Linked DNA regions of Zea mays: region 1 is linked to region 2. Evidence: chromatin contacts called from public Hi-C data. All regions are on one chromosome and are shown on one strand. Each heading gives the region's core, a stretch centred on a gene start, on an enhancer-like site or on the middle of the called end of the contact. The rest is flanking DNA. Distances are from core to core; before and after follow the strand shown.

Region 1 (3,654 bases), core at 470-2,969, 300 kb after region 2:
CTGAGGCGAGCGTGTCAGGATAAAGTGTCAGACGATCCCCACATTGAATGAGCATGCGATACGGTCGGTTGGTAGGGCGATCCGGCCGAGGTTGCTGCACGACAAAGTCTGCCCGAGCTGGGCTTCGGGCGAGCTGAGGGTGCGTCTGCTGACTGAGGGGACCCTCGGGCGAGGCGTGAATCCGTCCGGGACTACTGTCCTTGCCCGAGGCTGGGCTCGGATGAGGTCGCGTCCCCTAGTAGACGAGGCCTGCGCTTTATCAGTCGTTTATGGTTTGTTCTGAAGATGTTTTCCAACTGGATTAAGTAGCATTAGGGGTACCCCTAATTACGGTCCCCGACAATATGTTATACCTCCGTAAAATTTCATGATTTTTTGAGACTATTTATATATCTATTAATTTCTTGTCATAGAAAATCAATAAAATACAATTAAATCCATAAAATAATGTAGCGTCGATCGAAAATTGCAAATAAGTTATGAATACTAATAAATAGTCTCTACAAAGATAACCTTAAGTTCCCACGTAGAGATAACATTAATCCCCCACATAAAAATGATAAAGTATATTAGTTTAATATAAATTTGAACATTATTTTAATAATTTTGGCCTAAAGATATGTTTAAACAAAAAATTGATGTACTATAACGTTATAGATCTCTTCGAGCTCTACAATTTTCATATAAACTTTATCTTCATCCGATTTCATACGTAAAAGTTATGATGTTATAACTATACTATTATGCAGGAAATGAAAAAACGGGTACCCGAATTCCGGGTACCTGTATCCGACCTGACTATCTGAGTATTTACCGGGTAGTCCTCGCTCCGCATCCGACCTGAATCCGAAGCTTCAGTATCCGGGTATTTACCCGTATCCGTCCCGAATATAAAAATATTCGAATCCGTATCGAAAAATGAGTATTTGCAATATCCGTATCCGGTACCCGATGGGTATACCCGACCCGTTTTCACCCTAGCTCCGGCCAGATGCCCTCGCCGGAGGTATTATGGGCATGTTTGGTTCAACTTTTTTCTGACCAGCTTTTTTAAAAATCTGGCTGTGGGGAGAATCTGAGTATCATTACGATTAAGTGTGGAGAAAGATAAAGTTGTTCATAGGGCTCAGGATCTAGAAAGTGACGGATTTCTACTATTACAATGACTCAACCGATTATGTGTTTATGTTGATTTTGGATGGTTTTGCTCCAACAAATTTTATAGAAGCTGACTGAAAAGCTGAGTGTTTAGCAGTCCGCAACAGATTTTGGTGGTCAGAAGCTGTGTCTGTAATTTTTGGTTTGAAGATATACATGCACGCGCTAGATGTTAAAGAGTACTCTTCTACAAGATATTGCCTCGTAGCACGAGGATATCATGGCTGCCAGAGAAACTGTCATAACACAGCATGTGATGAAAACCACAGCGTGCAAAGCAAAGCAAAGCAAATCAAGCCATCTCGTCGACGCCCGAGCAATGACAGCTCGACAGGTGGGGGGGCTCCGCGAGGATCACATGCGCTGTACTCGGTAGCTCTCCGACGAGAGACGATTGCTCTGTTTCGCGGCCACGGCGACTCGCCGGCTCGGCCTCATCTGAACCCAGCAGACATATCGACGCGGGCGTTTTCGCTAGGAAACAAACCCGAGAGGTCTCTCCCAGCACCGGACGTGGCCAACCACCACAGCGCGCCCCCGCTCCACGCCTCCACAGAAAATAAAATCCCCAGCCGTCGTCGCCAAAGACAAGCTCTTCACCACAAACTGACAAACACGACCCAGGCCTTCTTCCTGCGAGTTTCATTTCATTTCATCCTACCTTACCTTTTTACTCCTCCAGTCCAGTCAGAGAACACCATAAGTGGCCGCTACACCTGCTCACTCCATTGCACCACTAGCAAGTAGCAACAGGAGCGCAGGCAGAACTAGAGCGGTCTTGGTATGGCTTCTTCCCTCGCGCCCGCGTCGTGGGCACTGCCGCTGCAGATGGTCGGGGCTGGGGCGGCAGCGGCGGGGCCTTCCTGCCGCGCGACGCTAGCCGTCGTCACGGAGCCCCGCTGGGCCGCGTCGCTGCGCCGGGCAAGGGTTCTCGTGGCGCTGGCGCCCCGGTGCGTGGCGCTCGACGGGCCCGGCGCCAGCGGCGAGGAGGAGGCGCCCAAGATCGAGGACGAGAGGAAGAAGAGCGGTGAGACGAAGAAGCCGGCGCGCGGCCGGCCGGTGTGGAGCCGGATCCTCTTCGCCTCCAAGAAGACACGAAGTATCATCATCCTCAACGCCCTCACGGTCATCTATGGTGTGCGAATACTTCCTTTGTTCTTAATCTCTCTCTCTCTCACACACACAGCCGCTCCAGTTCGTACTATATATGCTCAACTGCTCGGTCTCAAACTCTACTCTGCACGATTCTGGCATTGCTAATTAGGGTATTGAAAAAAATAGCAGTGCATCGCCTCTGTAATCTGTAGTGCTACTCCAAATACTCTTCATGCTAAAGTTCTTTCTCCGACCACTGTGATTGGTTGTGCTGTGGTTGGTATTAACAGTAAAATTGAGCCTTTTGTAGTTCACTTTTGATCCTTTTTTTTTATCCTGCCAGCAAGTGATATTCCGGTTTTGAAAGAGGTCGAAGCCCTGACAGAGCCTGCGGTCTTCAACATGGTGCGGTTCGTTGTTGCAGCCATCCCCTTCGTACCATTCGCGCTCCGTTCCTTCGGTGACCGCAGTGTACGCTACGCGGGACTGGAGCTGGGAGTCTGGGTTAGCTTAGCTTACCTTTCTCAAGCAATTGGATTGCTCTCATCTGATGCTGGCCGAGCATCCTTCATCACGGCCTTCACGGTAGATCCTGCTCCACGCCGTGTTCATTCTGAATTTTGGTGGTTTTGCTGAAATGGCCTGAACTGGCAAATGCTTCTGTTACTGTACAGGTCGTAGTTGTGCCTCTAATTGATGGTCTTCTTGGTGCTTCGATCCCCAGACTCACATGGTTCGGAGCCATCATGTCTCTGTTCGGAATTGGCCTGCTGGAATGTGGTGGATCTCCTCCCAGTGTAAGTAACAACTTTGTTTTTACTAAGTAGTTTATTGGCTGTAGTGAATAATAGCTTTCAGGATCTTACAGAATGGTTAAAGATCTCTGGCACAGTTTCTTGCTTTCCTGACTTCTGTCCAAAAGGTTCTTTATGCATGCAACAATAGTCACACTCCCATTGAGTCTTCAATCTTGCATTGACGATGATCAACCGAATTTCAAACATATAAAACTTCTGTTAAATCCTCAAAATCGATAGATTTCATTATTCCAAGTCTTTGGATATATTTATGAACTGCTTGCTTTGTGCCTTAAAAAGTAAATACGATACTGATTCCTTGAACTGCTTTCATTGTGTTCAAAGGTTGGCGATATTTTGAACTTCTTCAGTGCCGTGTTTTTCGGGATCCATATGCTTAGAACAGAACAAATATCAAGGAGTACGGACAAGAAGAAATTTTTAGCTCTTCTTGGCTTCGAGGTTGCGCGAACATATTCTCGTATCCCTTTATACTGCTATATATCTTACCCATTGCGACGGCGCAACGCCGTGGACACAATTTCACAAAATCTTCTATCATCCAGGTCCTTGTGGTTGCTTTCTCCTCCGTTCTCTGGTTTAT
Region 2 (4,049 bases), core at 743-3,242:
TGGTACCCGACAACCTTAAAAGGTATAGCTCCAATCCACATCATGTCTACTCATGACAACCCACATGGTTCTGATAGTTTCGATAAGGCTTTCGTCCATCTTCTTAAATATGATGGCTGATATTGTAGTCAATGAGGTGTACTATATAGCATGGATAATGTGCACCAGGTGTACCCTGAGGCACTATGTGATGCGAGCCACTGCTCCTGTAGCCACTCCTGAACGTATTAGCATATTTGTAAGCATTGTAAGGGACAATCAACTGCATCATTTACAAACTACATCATACCCGACAACTTGGACTCTGGTATCTACCACTATGATACGATATATCTGGCACTACAGCAAGACACGCTAACACTATGGCATGACCAAGGCTTGCCCCCATGTACAACTTTATGTCTGCGATAATATAGGAGTAGTTGGGCCTCTGCTAAACAGGGCCCACTACCTAATAGATATGTATCACTCTCTCCTCACTTCGGCTATAAAAGAGAGGGATAGAGAAACATAGAATGGGTTTCGAAAAAAACTCTTTGACTCTCTAAATAGAAACAAGAGGAAAGGGAAGTTAGTTGGTCATTATCTTTGTTGATGCCTCAACATGTAATTTTCTTCGCCATTGTATTTCTCAATCCACTATATACAAAGAGGTTATAGGGTATATATTACACATCTTACGGTCCGAACCTATATTTAAATTACCCATGTATTGATGCCTAGGCGGTATCCAGCAACAGAGTGTCTCTAGCACGCATCTCTTACTCTATTTATCAACTCTCCCCCGAATACATGTGGTTCCTTATTGTCACTGGCGGATCTACAGGGTGTCACCCTGTAGTCCGGTACCGGCATAACATATTAGCTTTGTCTATTTCATGACTTCAAACATGTTGCAACAACCTACAGATGCGTTCAGTCTATCTATATACAAGAGGAAGAATACAAGTGACAAATCTAATTTGTGAATATAAGAATTATTATGCTGGTTTACATAGAATACCAAATTATAGCACACATTTATCATTCCTTATTGAATTTCTAAATGTATTTCACTGAATTATTCATGCATTTTTAATTTGGCATACCTTATAGTAAAATTCTATAACCGCTACTGCTTATTGTCATTATGCGACTTGGAAGACATTTTCTACCTACTGAAAGCGGTCTGTTTTTTGTGTTGTCGAGAGTGTGATGGGTAACCATAGTTAATAATGCACTGGATCTATCACTACTCATACAGGTCCCATATGCCTAATAATGTTGTGAAGACCAACTCATCTGACCACATCTGTCCCTACCATGCTTGTACACCACACTACATACATCACTCATCACTGGTCCTTCGTTTCGGTACCCTCCTCCCACAATGTTCAATGTATATACTAATAGTTCTCAAATAAATTCCTGTGGATGTTACAAAAACCCACGGTCTTTGGTTTCCTGAAGAAGTATTTCATGGAGGCGCGCACGTCCATCGTACTGCGTCCTGCAGCTATGGCCGCCCCCATCTGGCCAATAAATGTACTAGGTCACTTGTAGCCAATAGCGTTTCAACATGCACACAGCTTTTCCCCCAATAGTGCAGGTCCTTGTATTCTCCTCCCTCTCCCTCACCTCAAATCTCATCCACACGAACAGGCGGCACGGCAGTATTCCTCCACAGCCCTCCTCTCTATAAGATGGCACAGCCCTCTCAGGTAGGGGCGAGTGTCTCACTCTCACATAGTAAAAAAAAAAAACGCCCCAAGGTTCTTAAGCACAATTCTCTAGCTATCTTGGTCTCCTACACAGCCTATGCACATGAGCCCATGCCTCTCCTCTCCTTGCGCCTGCATAGAGAGGTGGTATGATCACCTGGAAAGTTTTTAACTCTCTCTCTCTCTCTCTCTCTCTCTCTCTCTCTTACAAGCCTAGACCTTATGCATGGTCGGACGGACACATCTGATCATAGGACATATGAGTAGGCCACACTCCTCCTGCCCCTCTCTCGTAGAGATCAACACACACTGCTCTTAGTGCCAGGACCTAGAGAGGGGAGCGTGGAGAGGGCATCAGGGGGCCTTGGAGTCCCATCAGTAAAGCACATGTTTCCTTTCTGTGATTCCTCAAGCCCCATGGACTTACCGCTTTACCAACAACTGCAGCTAAGCCCGTCTTCCCCAAAGACGGACCAATCCAGCAGCTTCTACTGCTACCCATGCTCCCCTCCCTTCGCCGCCGCCGACGCCAGCTTTCCCCTCAGCTACCAGATCGGTAGTGCCGCGGCCGCCGACGCCACCCCTCCACAAGCCGTGATCAACTCGCCGGACCTGCCGGTGCAGGCGCTGATGGACCACGCGCCGGCGCCGGCTACAGAGCTGGGCGCCTGCGCCAGTGGTGCAGAAGGATCCGGCGCCAGCCTCGACAGGGCGGCTGCCGCGGCGAGGAAAGACCGGCACAGCAAGATATGCACCGCCGGCGGGATGAGGGACCGCCGGATGCGGCTCTCCCTTGACGTCGCGCGCAAATTCTTCGCGCTGCAGGACATGCTTGGCTTCGACAAGGCAAGCAAGACGGTACAGTGGCTCCTCAACACGTCCAAGTCCGCCATCCAGGAGATCATGGCCGACGACGCGTCTTCGGAGTGCGTGGAGGACGGCTCCAGCAGCCTCTCCGTCGACGGCAAGCACAACCCGGCAGAGCAGCTGGGAGGAGGAGGAGATCAGAAGCCCAAGGGTAATTGCCGCGGCGAGGGGAAGAAGCCGGCCAAGGCAAGTAAAGCGGCGGCCACCCCGAAGCCGCCAAGAAAATCGGCCAATAACGCACACCAGGTCCCCGACAAGGAGACGAGGGCGAAAGCGAGGGAGAGGGCGAGGGAGCGGACCAAGGAGAAGCACCGGATGCGCTGGGTAAAGCTTGCTTCAGCAATTGACGTGGAGGCGGCGGCTGCCTCGGGGCCGAGCGACAGGCCGAGCTCGAACAATTTGAGCCACCACTCATCGTTGTCCATGAACATGCCGTGTGCTGCCGCTGAATTGGAGGAGAGGGAGAGGTGTTCATCAGCTCTCAGCAATAGATCAGCAGGTAGGATGCAAGAAATCACAGGGGCGAGCGACGTGGTCCTGGGCTTTGGCAACGGAGGAGGAGGATACGGCGACGGCGGCGGCAACTACTACTGCCAAGAGCAATGGGAACTCGGTGGAGTCGTCTTTCAGCAGAACTCACGCTTCTACTGAACACTACGGGCGCACTAGGTACTAGAACTACTCTTTCGACTTACATCTATCTCCTTTCCCTCAACGTGAGCTTCTCAATAATTTGCTGTCTTAATCTATGCGTGTGTTTCTCTTTCTAGACTTCGTAATTGGCTGTGTGACGATGAACTAAGTTTGGTCATCGCATGATGATGTATTATAGCTAGCTAGCATGCACTGTGGCGTTGATTCAATAATGGAATTAATCGGTGTCGTCGATTTGGTGATTTCCGAACTGAATCTCTGTGATGAACGAGATCAAACAGTATCCGCCGGTGACGGACGTTCATTACTATTGGCAAGCAAAGCAAGTACTAATGTAATTCAGCTGTTTGATGACAGAATGAAAAAAATGTTGAAGGCTGAAGCTATAACATGCTGAAAGAGAGGCTTTTGCTAGGTAAAAGTCTAGCTCACAAGGTCAATTCCATGATGCCGTTTGTATGCATGTTAAAATCTGCACCTAATGGCGCGGCTTTATATAGTCTTATAATTCATGGATCAAACATGCCGATCATTTAGTTGGGTTAAAAGTTCCTGTTACTAATGGTTTATCTAATTGCTTCTATTAACACTAATTTCTTGATGAGCTGCAAATCTGATTCGTTCCTTTTCAGACTACTGTATATCTCGAATTATCTATCCCTAGGTTGACATCATTTCTCGTCTGCTGGATGATGCCTCATATATATATTTCTATGTGATAATAATCCTGGCTAAAAAAACTATATTCTGATTGTTTTCTGATTTCATTTTTCGTCGGTAGAAAAGATATTTTTAGATTCTATCGGCACATATCCACAGATTCCAAAG

The links. A called contact is a pair of places that touch in the nucleus more often than the background predicts.
Region 1: a Hi-C map of ear shows a contact between it and region 2, with 2.5 times the contacts expected there. The contact joins the promoter of LOC100284729 here to the promoter of LOC103643875 in region 2. A contact is called at or near these places in 5 of 25 Hi-C or Micro-C datasets (ear, leaf and tassel).

The regions. Positions count from the first base shown.
Region 1 is chr1:272,632,180-272,635,833 of Zm-B73-REFERENCE-NAM-5.0, forward strand. LOC100284729 (integral membrane protein DUF6 containing protein) reads left to right here and starts at 1,720. Exons shown (of 8, transcript NR_182097.1): 1 at 1,720-2,293; 2 at 2,621-2,838; 3 at 2,978-3,050; 4 at 3,396-3,512; 5 at 3,617-3,654.
Region 2 is chr1:272,328,852-272,332,900 of Zm-B73-REFERENCE-NAM-5.0, forward strand. LOC103643875 (teosinte branched1) reads left to right here and starts at 1,993. Exons shown (of 1, transcript NM_001382583.1): 1 at 1,993-3,744. The coding sequence starts at 2,088. The coding sequence ends at 3,218.